Linked DNA regions of Sus scrofa: region 1 is linked to region 2. The links are chromatin contacts, called in public Hi-C maps. All regions are on one chromosome and are shown on one strand. Each heading gives the region's core, a stretch centred on a gene start, on an enhancer-like site or on the middle of the called end of the contact. The rest is flanking DNA. Distances are from core to core; before and after follow the strand shown.

Region 1 (6,079 bases), core at 78-2,577, 81 kb before region 2:
AAAGCCAGGGATTGAACCAGCAACCTCATGGTTCCTAGTCGGATTCATTTCCACTGTGCCACAACGGGGACTCCTCTCAGCAGATGTTTTAATTTTCTCTTTTACTGCAGCCTCTTCAGCCGTCTTTGGGTAAAATGGTAAAAAGAAAAATACATCCCACACGAGGGCACAAGATCCACCTGTCAACAAGATCAATTCTGGACAAAACTGCTCATCTTGCATCACTTGTAGGGAACACAGTGGATCCAAGATGTGGGCTTTCTACAAAGCAACTAGCTTAGGATTGTCAGTGTCATAAAGACAAAAAAGATGGGAAGACTGTTCTTTATTAAATAAGACTAGAGAGACATGACAACAAAATGCAGTGTGGAATCCTAGGTTGGATCCCAGATTTAAAAAGAAAAAAAAAAAAGGCTTAAAGGACATTATTGGGACAAGTGGGGATCTGAATACAGACATGTTAGAGATTATTAGTGTGTCAATGCTGAATTTCTTGACGGTGATAACAGTTCTGTGGTTTTATGGGAAAATGTCCTTATCCTAAGAAGATGCTAAAGCGGGGAGGGTCATGGCTGCAATTCAGCTGTAAGTGATTCAGCAAATGACCAGCCAAAAAAACAAGCATAAGAGGTCACTTTACATAGAGCTCACAACAGAAAGCAACCATGGCACACGCTCAGTGTTGCATCTGTTTGTGTGAACGATAGTCCATGTACCATTCTTTCCACCATTCTGGAGGTTTGACGAATCACAAAATAAAAAGTTGGGGAGGAGAAAGTCATGCAGATCAAGCAAGAGAGGCCACTTGTTGTTTAAATTGTGTCCGTTTAAAGGCATCACAATTCCCTTTTGCCCTGTTTCTGCAGGAGGTGAGACGAGGGGTGGGGTTTTTTTTTTTTTTTGGTGGTGGGGTGATGGTGGAGAAGAGTTGGCAGAGGAGGGGGCTTTCAAGTCTAAGGGCATCCCCGGGCCTGGGGAGCTTGAACAGGGGATGTTTGACCTTGGCACTTTTGGGCTTGAGTGCCAGGCAGATTTCAGAGAAGGGACATGAGGGGCCCCTCAGGACACCTGTCACCCCTCCTTCAGTCTCACCCTTGTTGCAGCCAGTCATCTCGGCCGTAGTTCTGGTCCTTTGCCCTGCCTCATCTTCCCTCCATAGAGCTTGTTGGAAGGGCAGGGCCTGGCCCTCTCTACCTGTCTTGACCCAGCCCTCCAGGACCTGTGCCAGGGCCAGAGCCCCAAATCTTAGCTAGAAATTGAAGCCTGTGGGACAGACAGATGCTGTGCTGCCCACTGCCAGCAGGTGGCAGACGTGCTCTTCCCAGCAGCCGGAGCTGGTGCTCGGAAGGAAACCAAACAAAAAGAAAGCAGGACCTTCTGGGGCTTGGGGGTGGGAGCTGCAGATCCCATGGGCTCTCAGGGAGTCTGAAGCAGCTGCTGCCCAGCTGTGCAGCCTGAGCTGCATGTCAGGGGGCCCCAAGGCCCCAGCAGGCCCCCTCATTTTGTGAATCACTGGATCCACCCACAGAAAGAGTTTGTGGTGAAATGTGGAGGCTGGCAGCCCAAACCCCAGGCTGGATATTGGGGGACCGTCTGGGAAAGCCAGGCCTCTGGCCAGTTATTTGTGCCAGATCTCTGGACCCTGAAACTAACTTGGGTAATGGCCCAGGTTGGGGGTGAGGGGTAGACACAGTCTTTGCCTCCTTTCATTCCATTATCCCATTCTGTTTTTCCCCAGAGACGGAGAAATAAGAACTTCTAGTCCTGGGACTTGCAAATCCAAAGAGGAAGCCCATCGATGCGAAAGGAGGAGGAGGAGGAGGGGACAACTGTGATCCCAGTTCACCTTTATTAAGACCTGACAGGTGCCAAGGACTGTGTTAAATGCTTTATGTGCATTTTGTCTCATTTATTGCATACAATCCTTAATAACTGGATTATTGATGAAGTGCCTTTAGAGGTGAGAAAACACCTTTGCAGAGATTAAGACAAAGTAGCCCAGCTAGTAAGTGCTGGAACCAGGCTAGAAGGGAGGCAGTCTTATGCCAGAGCCCTTGCTGTGAGTGATGAGGGCAGCAGGCACGCAGATGTGGCAGTGAAAGGATGGCGGAGAAGGAAACAGAGAGGCAGGGTATTGAGCCAGGTGAAGAGACTGGGCCCCTGTTCTTAGAAAGCTTTCTGAAAGGCCTGTCCAGACTAGCCCGGGCTTGGCAGACACAGAGAGGGCCACTAGGCCCCAGGGACAGCTGGAGAAGGTACAAAAGTCAGCTGGAGGAGTTCCTGTCATGGCGCAGTGGTTAACGAATCCGACTAGGAACCAGGAGGTTGCAGGTTCAATCCCTGCCCTTGCTCAGTGGGTTAAGGATCTGGCATTGCCTTGAGCTGTGGTGTGGGTTGCAGACGCGGCTCAGATCCTGCGTTGCTATGGCTCTGGCGTAGGCCAGTGGCTACAGCTCCGATTCGACCCCTAGCCTGGGAACCTCCATATGCTACGGGAGCGGCCCAAGAAAAGGCAAAAAGACAAAAAAAAAAAAAAAAAAAAAAAGTCAGCTGGAGCCTTAGCCAGTCCACTGTCACCAACACATCCCAACAAACGTCTCCACCCGGATCAAAAGGCACACGAGCCACGGCCTGCTTCTTCTGCCCCATTCACTCCTCGTCTCAGCAGGGCTGAGCGGTCACAACTGCACTCACTCTTCCTAGACGGCTGGAAGCAGCTGCTTCTTACACATGGGGAGGTGGTTGCTTTGCAGTAGATTCAGAGAGACCTCTCTAGATGCCACTGCTGGTCCATCTACTCCACAGTCAGGCTTTCACAAGGGATCTGTGCCGTGGACTTTGGCCTTCCCTGGTTAAGAGCAGACCCTTGGCAATGTCAGTCTCCCCACCAGTCATCAGGGAGCAGGTTTCGTGATCTTTGGGCTCAGGAGGGTTGGAATAGAGGGCAGGGAGGGGCAGAGAAAAGAATCCTGTGTCTGAGTCTTACTGATTTGCAGCATAATCTCCTTGGGGTGCGTTTTCAACCCTCACCCCAGCGACTCTGCCCTCGGCCACACTTGGTTATACCGCTCTTAGGCCAGGGACGTTGGAGAGACATCATCGCACCTCTGCAAATTGTTGAAACCTGTTTCCCCAATTACAAAAGAATTCCCTTAACCAACCCAATGTTTGATTCAAGGGGATTTGTCTGCTCAGGGGGCAGCAAGCACTGCATTTGCAATGGGCTACTTTTTTTTTTTTTTTTTTTTTTTGGTCTTTTTAGGGCCACACCTGCTAAAGCATATGGAGGTTCCCGAGCTAGGGGGCAAATTGGAGCTGCAGCCGGTGCCCTATGCCACAGCCACCAGAACCTGGGATCTGAGCCACGTCTATGACCTACACCACAGCTCGCAGCAACACCAGATCCTTAACCCACTGACCAAGGCCAGGGATCACACCTGCATTCTCGTGGATACTAGTTGGGTTCGTTACTGCTGAGCCACAACAGGAACTCCCACAATGGGCGACTCTTTAGGCAAGAGCTTGGTGGTAAATATTGGTACAACTGGGTCATCCCAGGAGCTTGGCGGGAGGGGGTTGAAGGTTAGGAAGCGAGGGCATCCAGGAAAAGGAGATTGGATAAAAACAAACCCTCGTTTCTGGATGTGCTCATGCACCTGGGAGCCCCTTGAAAAGGTAAGTGAACAAACCAAACCAATGAGCGGCTTGGGGTTGAGTCTGAGGCCCACCACGTGGACACAAGTGACATCATATCAAAACAGTGTGAGAAAGTCATTCCCTTCTGGGTTTTTGTGTGTGTGTTGTTTTGTTTTGTTTGGCCCAAACCACTGCAGTGATAGCACCAGGTCCTTAACCCCCTGAGCCATAAGAGAACTCCTCCTCTCTCAGCTTTCCTGTCCTCCCTTCCAATCCCACCACCAAGACAGACCAGGGCGGTGCTGGTAAGTCCCCATCCTCCACCCCCCCCAACTCCCCCACCCCGCTAATCTCCGCCCACCCTCCCACCCCCCAACCAGGAGGGAGCTGGTTTCAGCACAAGAGCTGCAGCCAATTAGAATCCAACCTCACTGTTTCATTTTCTTTGATTTCCCATTTATAGCAGCGACTGTTTGCTTTAAAAATAAATCTATTTAAGTAGAGGGAAATGTGCCTATTAACAGAAGCATTAAGGAAACTTGTTGGGACTTTGACAAAACTGCTGGAGATGGAGTCATCTGTGACTAAAGGTTAGAAAGCATGGAGTGAACTGTTGAGCCATCTAGCAACACCAGATTCTTCTGGTGTTGGAAAGAAAAGCTACCCAGATTGTTGAAGGACCCTCCTGCCCAAAGCTGGAGCCTGAGGCCACTGCCTTTTTTTTTTTTTTTTTTTTTTTTGGCTGCACCCACAGCATGCAGCCCCTGGGCCAGGGATCAAACCCGCATCTCGGCAGTGACAATGCTAGGTCCTTAACCCACGGAGCCACCAGGGAACTCCAATCACTGCCCCTTTTGACACCTTCGATCCCACTTTGAAAGTCTCAGTCATTTCGGGTCGTGCCTGCCTCGGCAACCTCTAACACAGTGCCCAAGTGTGAATGGGCATCAGGCAGACCTGTGTTTGAATCCCAGCTCTGTAATCTCCTGGGTTGGCCACTGGGACAGATGATTTACTTTCTCTAAAGCTTAGTTTCTTATCTGTAAAATGAGGATGACACTGGTCCTTACCTCACAGAGCCAGGGGGAAGTTTCCCATGAGATAAGCATCACAGAGCACACAATATCTTACACATGGTAAGGACTTAAGAAACTTTATAAATACTTGCCGCTATGACGATGATTACAATTCTTAGCCACTGCCATCCATGACTTGAAAAAAAAAAACTTTTTTTTCCACGTTGTGGTGTGATCGACGAGAGCTCACTCCGCACAAAACTTCCTGGAATTTGTTTGCCGGGTCACAAGCACGTCACACCAACCCCCTCCCCTCGCTTTTCCTGGGATCCTTGCCAAGTCCTAAGCCAGGAAACCTTGTTATATTAATTATGAAGAAAAAGCATGTTTTATTTAAAATCCCGGCTGCCGAATATTCTGCCGTGCTGTTTCTCTGTGACAGCAGAATTGCCTTTGCATTTAGGAAACCCTAATGAATTTAAAATATAAATATATCTGTGCCTATATACACAGGCGATTTCCTGCGACCTGATTTCCCTAAATACCAGCGTCGACCGCCAAAGCTAATGAGCTGGACTTGGGCTTAGGATCCGTTTTGTTGTCGGTGTTGTTTTTTTAATCTATAAGAAGGTGCAGTGCAATTCAGTCTGTCTCTTTTCCATAAGATTCTGAATGGGTTATGGCAAGAGAAGGGCTGTTTCCCAGGCCTCAAAGACAGCCTGACCTTCCAGAGCAGAGCATCGAGGCTTTGAAAAGGGTGGTCCCAGCAATGGCTTGTTTGGTCCTGGGGGCGTCATGGATTTGGATGCTCGAAATAACCAGACACGAAGCCCTGTTTCTGGACCATCTGAAATCGGTTCCAATACTTCCACATCTACAGGGTTTCTGAATAATAATCAGACGAACGCTCTCACTCTGTTTCTTTCTCTGCCTGTCTCTCTCTCTCCAAGGTAAAACCAGGCAGATAATGTACATCCATCAAGCAAAGAGGGTGCCTGAAGCAGAGAGAGCTGGGGACTGGGAACTGGGAGGCTTCAGATTCTTTTGGTAAAAGAAGCAGCGGTTCCTTCTCCCCTCAGCGCCATGCGGGAATGGGAGCCCTGTGTTACTAGAATGTCTGATTGTTTAAAAAGCTAGTGTGAGTGTGTGGGTGGGTGGGGGGGTCCGTGTTGTTACGGGACATGTGCTGACTCTCAAATGCCACCAAGCAACGGAAAGGAAATTAAAACACTCTTCAGGGTGATCTTCTACCCACTAAATAAGACTCAGGTGGTGAGCAGAATATACCCAAGCTGCCAACTTACCACCTCTGGTCTACGCAGACCCAGGAGGATTCTAGAGTTTTCGAGTTCCGGGGTTTAAACTCTAGGGTTTAACTAGGCCAGAAATGAGAGCAAACATGCATTTTAATTGTAAAACCCCCTGTT
Region 2 (6,212 bases), core at 2,753-5,252:
CTTCCTCTGGCCTCCGAGGCATCCTCAGGACTAGGGTGAGGGAAGGGACCAGCAGCTCTGACAGTTCACCATCTGGTCCCATCCTTCCAGCTTCCTTCCACTCCCTTCTGTCTCAGGCCCCTTCTGGAACCCAGGTCCACTCTGATAGCTGAGTCAGAGGTTAACGGAGTGACAGCCTGCCCTGGGAGTACCCCCCCGCGGCCCCCCACCCCCGCATCCTTTCCGACACTGTCCATTCTCCCTTCCTCTAGGATGAGTCCTTTCCAAGGAGGCTCCCCCATCTGGGAGGTCCCACTGGGAGGACCTGGGTCCCTGGGCTGATCACCACTGGCTGCATCCTCAGGGGCAGGCCGTTCGGGCTCCAGCTAAGCCTCCTCATTCTTTGGCTTATGCATCACTTAATCTGGACCAAACTACGTGAGGAGGCTGATCCTAAAAGAACACAAAAATTTAGAAACAAAACATTTATAAAGTTAATGAGATTGCAAGTCATATGCATGGGGAGGGCAAAGAATTCTTTACAGGAAAGATATTTGGACTTGAGCCCCAACATTATTTGGCAGCTGAGGTAAAGCAGACAAGTGCTGGGCCCCATTCAATGGGAACAACCCCGAATGGTTCATTTGAAAAATCAACAGCAAACATTTCTCATTTAGAAATTCCTCTCTTTCGGAGTTCCCGTTGTGGCTCAGTGGTTAGCGAATCTGACTAGGAACCATGAGGTTGCGTGTTCGATCCCTGGCCTCCCTCGGTGGGTTGGGGATCCGGCATTGCCGTGAGCTGTGGTGTGGGTCGCAGACGTGGCTCAGATCCGGCATTGCTGTGGCTCTGGCATAGGCCGGTGGCTACAGCTCTGATTCGACCCCTAGCCTGGGAATCTCCATATGCCGCGGGAGTGGCCCTATAAAAGGCAAAAAGACAAAAAGGAAAAAAAAAAAAAAAAAAAAAAAGAAATTCCTCTCTTTCAAAAGCCTACATAACTTTAAACAAGTCGGTCAAATTCCTTCTCACTTCTTTTATCTGGCCAATTTTTTTCTTCAAACTTACCTGACAAGTGAAAGAATAATTATGTTCCAGACCAAGTCCACAGCTTTCTTGGCTTTGCCTTTCTGCATCTATTTTATTATTGGGTTTAGAGAAAAAAAATTTTGTTTTTTGCTTTTATTTTTTTAGGGCCACACCCAGGACACATGGAGGTTCCCCGGCTAGGGGTTGAATGGGAGCTACAGCGGCCAGCCTGTGCCACAGCCACAGCAGTGCAGGATCCGAGCTGTGTCTTTGACCTACACCACAGCTCGAGGCAACAGTGGATTCCCGGACCCACTGAGCGAGGCCAGGGATCAAACCCGCATCCTCATGGATATGAGTTGGATTCTTTTCTGCTGCACCACAACAGGAACTCCCAAGGTTTAGAGAAAAATTTTAAAGGTGTGTCTTCACTATTCCCTCACCAGGCTTTTGTGGGTTCTGGGAGGGAGGCACAGAATTGGACCCAAATGCAAAGGGGTGTGTGTGTGTGTGTGTGTGTGTGTGTGTGTGTGTTTCCTGTCTGCTCCCTGAACAATTCATCCCCTACCTTGAAGCCTTGTGCTGGGGTTTTTTGTTACAAACTATCCCCATTTCACAAGTAGCCTCAAGCAACAATTAGTCCTGCATGTAATTTCGGAATCAAGTGGTGGGTTTGGGTAAGAACCAGGCAAGTGGTTTGGAAGCAGATGTAGCCCGAGGTGAAGTCACTCCCCGGGTTTAATAGGGAGGCGGGGAGGAGGTGGAGGGGAAAGGGTGGAAGCACAGCCTGGTGTCTGGCCCAGAGAGGGGAGACCACTGTGCAGGGGGCAGAATAATGACCCCTAAAGATGTCCACTCCCTAAGCCCCAGAACCGGTGACTATGTTACCTGACCTGGCAAAAGGGATTTTGCAGATGAGATTAAGGTTGAGGCTAGTGAGTTGGGAGATTAGCCTGGATTATCCAAGTGGGCACAATGGGTCTTTTCCGGGCAGTGGACAGAGTGAGGTGCGCCTGATGGAGCGGTCAGCGAGATGCAATGCTGCTGGCTTGGAAGGTGGAGGAGGGTTTCATGAGCCAAAGACGCAGTGGCCTCCAGAAGCCGGTATAGACAAGGTAATGGACCCTTCCCTAGAGCTTCCAGAGGAACGCAGTCCTGATGACACCTTCATTTTAGCCCACGAACGAGATACTGAACTTGCACTGTTTTAAGCCACTTAGTGGTGGGAGTTCCCATCGTGGCGCAGTGGTGAACGAATCTGACTAGGAACCATGAGGCTGCGGGTTCGATCCCTGGCCTTGCTCCGTGGGTTAAGGATCTGGCTCTTGCCAAGAGCTGTGGTGTAGGTTGCAGATGTGGCGTGGATCCTACATTGCTGTGGCTCTGGCATAGGCTGGCATCAATAGCTCTGATTCAACCCCCAGCCTGGGAACCTCCATATGCTGCAGGAAGCAGCCCTAGAAAAGGAAAAAGACAAAAAAAAAAGCCACTTAGTGGTAATTTGTTACAGCAGCACAGATGATGAATCTGATCTGCTTCAATGTTGCCTTGTACCAACTCTGCTCCATGATCCTCAGTGCTTTCCTTGGTAAAATAAGGACATACTCAATTCTTATAATCCAGAAGGGCCCAGGCCTGGCCAGCCCATAGGGAAAGGTGAAGGCAGTGAAACAGTAACATGCAAATATTTTGTGAGCCTCTGCCCCATCTCTTCGGAGTCAGCAGGAACCCAGCCAGCCTCCCCAGCCCCCACCCCCAGCCACGCAGGACAAGGCTCACGTCTCCTTGCACGTAGGAAGCAGCCTGTAGCTTTTATGCTGGGCCACACAGGCCACTTCAATTTAGCCCAGCAGAAAGGACTCTGCTGTCCATCGATTTCTCAGCCCTTTACAGCTCTTTGATTCTCACCCCTCAATTCAGCAATCGGCAGCCTCCGTAACTACCTTCCCCCACCCACGCCACCTCCGGGGAGCATCCTAGACCTTCTACCCAGTTTTCTTTCCTGTCAAAACTTACTTGTCCTGTGTCCCACCCCTTTCCCTCGGGGGCTTGCCCTCTGCGATCTGGTAACTTCCAAGAGAGCTGGGAGGTGCCAAAGATCATTATTTTCCCCTTGACAGCTTTGCCCAAGGCTGGCCCTGAAGCAGGTAATCCACCCAGAGCAGGTTGGAAGCAGAGACAGCTCCACGCAAAAGCTGCGATGCAAACATGTACCATCTCTGCACCCTTCTTTGGGGCAATCTTCTAGGAATCCGCCTCCAAGCACTGAGTCAAGGCTTTGCTTCTTCCTTTCGGGACGCCAGAGGATTGTGGGCGGGGTCGTCTGCGGTCTCAAGGGCACCCCCCCCGGAATTGACAAGAGGCCCTTCCACTTGGAGTCCCCGGGGTCCAGTCTGCGGGGTCCCTGATGCACAAGACCTCTCAGATTCAGCCGAATCTTTCAGCGGGCATATCATCAAGCTTGGGAGTGAGGTTTCAGAAGCTAGGTACCCACGTCCGCCACGGGGTTCTTGGACAAACTCACAAGGACAAGCAGCGCCCATGGACGAAGATGCCTCGGACCACGTCCACTCTCTGTGGCTTGTGCTCTGAGCCCCCTGGGGGATGCTGGACACACTGGGGACTCTCCTCACCAAGATGCAGGGACAGGGTCTCTCCAAAGACAGAATTTGCAGAAACTCCTAAAAGTTCTAAAGTGCATGCTGGTGGTGCTCTTTTCATAGAGGAAAATTCCAAATCGCCAGCATGAATTGGTCGTCACTCTGGAGCAGAGGGATGGTTGGGAAAAGATGAGAACAAAGGAAAAGGTGAAGGCAGATGAGCCTTGCAGGAGCTGCTGGCTGAAGGTTGCCAGGGAGCGTCTTGCTCCCGCCTGAAGACGCCACAAGATGGCAGCATTTCTGAATGTTCCAGATCCGCCCGGGGCGGCCTCTGGGGGCTCCAGGGTGCCTTGGCGCCCGGTCAGGAGCACATCCTCCCTTGTGTTCAGGAGGATTAAGAGTCCCGGCCTGAGGATGTCCTCAGCCAGAGACAGGAGAGAAGAGCGCCAGCGCAGAGGGGCTGAGGCTCTGTGGCAAAACACTCAGCTGTTTCAACAAAATCAGCAGCGTTGAACCCAAGTGCCTCTTGGCCAGTGGCCACTTTGGATGTTGGCAGGACTGTCTCGGTTTGTCTGAAAAACGAAATGCTTCTCTGGCCAGATGTTGTGTGGGGGTCAAGGAACTTGGCGGCCCTGGACAGAGTACATCTCTCCGAAGTTCCGTTCGCGTGCTCTTGGGGGACTTCATTCTGCACTGCCTGGCGCAGGTGCCAGCATTCAGAGTGCCACCACTCCCAGCAGCCTGGCCACCTGCACCAAACACTGGGGGTGAAAGAGTGGACAGTTTTTGCTATTAGAACCCTTCCTCGTATCTGTCTTCTATACCCTGTTCATTCATGCACTCAATAACTCACTTTTCAACAAGTATATTCAGCACCTGCTATGAGCCAAGCGTTGTGTTGTGTCCTGGGGATACAAGAATGACTCTTCTGCTGTCATAGAACATGTATCTATTGACGGGGGTGGTGGTGGTGGTGGGGACCGTTATTAATCACAATTTTTAAACGTGTTTTTCAGGAAAAGGGCAGGGTGTTCTAGCAGGGACTCTGGAAGGCTCTGCCCTTTATTAACTGTTGACTTTGGACAAGCTAGCAGGGGCCTCTATATGGTCCCCGAGGTTTTGTGGGAGATGGCTGTGAGGATGAAAGATGGTACGCTTGTGGCTACATCTGGCACCGAGTGAGTGCCAAAAGAGGGCCGCCTGCTACTTTTATTAGCAATGTGCAGCCCTCACCTGCAGGGGGTGCTCTCACACACACAACTGATGGCAGCCTCGCCTTCACCTCTCAAGGGTTCCAGGCTCCTCCTCTGTAAGAAGTATTAACATTGATTGACAGCATCATGAGACCGTTGTGAGGATGAAATCAGCTACGGAAAGATTGTTAAGTATTTCGCTTGGTACCTGGTGTCTGTTATTATTATTCAATCTAGAAGGCGTGATATCAAAGATAAAATGAACATTCATATCTGCATTTGGGGGTCACATGTAAAGCCCCAGGGTGCCCGTTAAGGTGTGTGGGTGTGTGTTGGGCTAATTAATGGCCAGTTTTCATCCAGTCCCTGCCTCCTCCTCGTACCACCTGAAGGGTGGTTGAGAAAGCTGATGCTGATGGCCTGGTGATGCCCCTGTGCCCAGCTGTCAAGATGCATCAGGAAGAGGATCTGTCCCACCTACTGGCCAGTCCGGTCAACAAAGAGCTGGCCGAGGGGAGGGAAGGCCACACTTTTGTGGGCTGACCCACAGTGGCGGCTACTGGCCTCGATATATGTCACCTCATGTCAGCCTCAGGAAAGCCCCCAGATATGGGCCCTTGTGCCAGCATCCCTGTTTTACAGATCAGGAAATGGAGGTCAAAGTCACACAGCACAGGCGTGCCAGGATTGGGCTTACACCCGGGTCAGTCTGATTCCAGATCCTGAAGGCTGTCCGAGAGTTTTGATAGATTTCCTAGAATATTTCTACTTAGCTTGTCCTCAAGCTGCCAAGAGGCACTTCAGTGCTTGTTGAATTGGGCCGATGGGCCAGTTGAGTCCAAATGAGCCATCCATCGGCTCCACGTGGAGACAAACACAAGATGCTAGAAACTGAGTAAATGGCTACTCCGCCAGCTTACATGATGCTCTTAGCTTCCTTCCAGCCCACTGCCCTTGGGTGAGCTGCCTGGGGTGGGCGTCCCTGAGAGCATGGCCCCCTTCTGGCATGGGGGCTGTCTCCTCTGACCTTTGGGAAGAAGAGCTCAATGTCCCAAGACACCGAGGTGAAGTCTACGCTGTTCAGACTCCCGAGGGAAAGGCCATGTTTAGGTTCCCATGGGAGAAGGTAAACCTAATTTGGGCCAGTGGACTCATCTGGCCCATCGGCCCAATTCAACATGCACTTAAGTGCCTCTTGGCAGCTTGAGGACAAGCTAAGTAGAAATATTCCGGTAATTCCATTCTCTTGGCAAGGTCTCCAAAGATTGCCCTCCATCTGACTGGGACAACTGTGACATCAGAGACCTGCAGGGCTGGGGATGGTGGAGGTGGGCCAGAGGACAGATGGCAGCTCAGCCCACATGGGAGGTGCCACTTTTGTCTCTTCTTGTCGCCTCTTAGGATGTCTTGG

What was found. Hi-C and Micro-C count contacts between places; a contact is called where the count stands out from the background.
Region 1: a contact with region 2 is called in a Hi-C map of retroperitoneal adipose tissue, with 2.8 times the contacts expected there. The contact joins two enhancer-like sites. A contact is called at or near these places in 1 of 5 promoter capture datasets (liver) and 9 of 47 Hi-C or Micro-C datasets (embryonic fibroblasts, heart right ventricle, liver and 4 more).

The regions. Positions count from the first base shown.
Region 1 is chr14:123,897,464-123,903,542 of Sscrofa11.1, reverse strand. All of the region lies in intron 1 of HABP2 (hyaluronan binding protein 2), which reads right to left. Among named protein-coding and RNA genes, the nearest start is that of HABP2, 6.5 kb to the right of the region's middle. Within about 2 kb of position 1,327, at least 21 of the 83 cell types and tissues checked have an H3K27ac peak or open chromatin away from gene starts, as enhancers often do. A contact at or near this core is called in retroperitoneal adipose tissue, where this site is marked.
Region 2 is chr14:123,818,726-123,824,937 of Sscrofa11.1, reverse strand. No RefSeq gene overlaps it. Among named protein-coding and RNA genes, the nearest start is that of HABP2, 72 kb to the left of the region's middle. Within about 2 kb of position 4,002, at least 8 of the 83 cell types and tissues checked have an H3K27ac peak or open chromatin away from gene starts, as enhancers often do. A contact at or near this core is called in retroperitoneal adipose tissue, where this site is marked.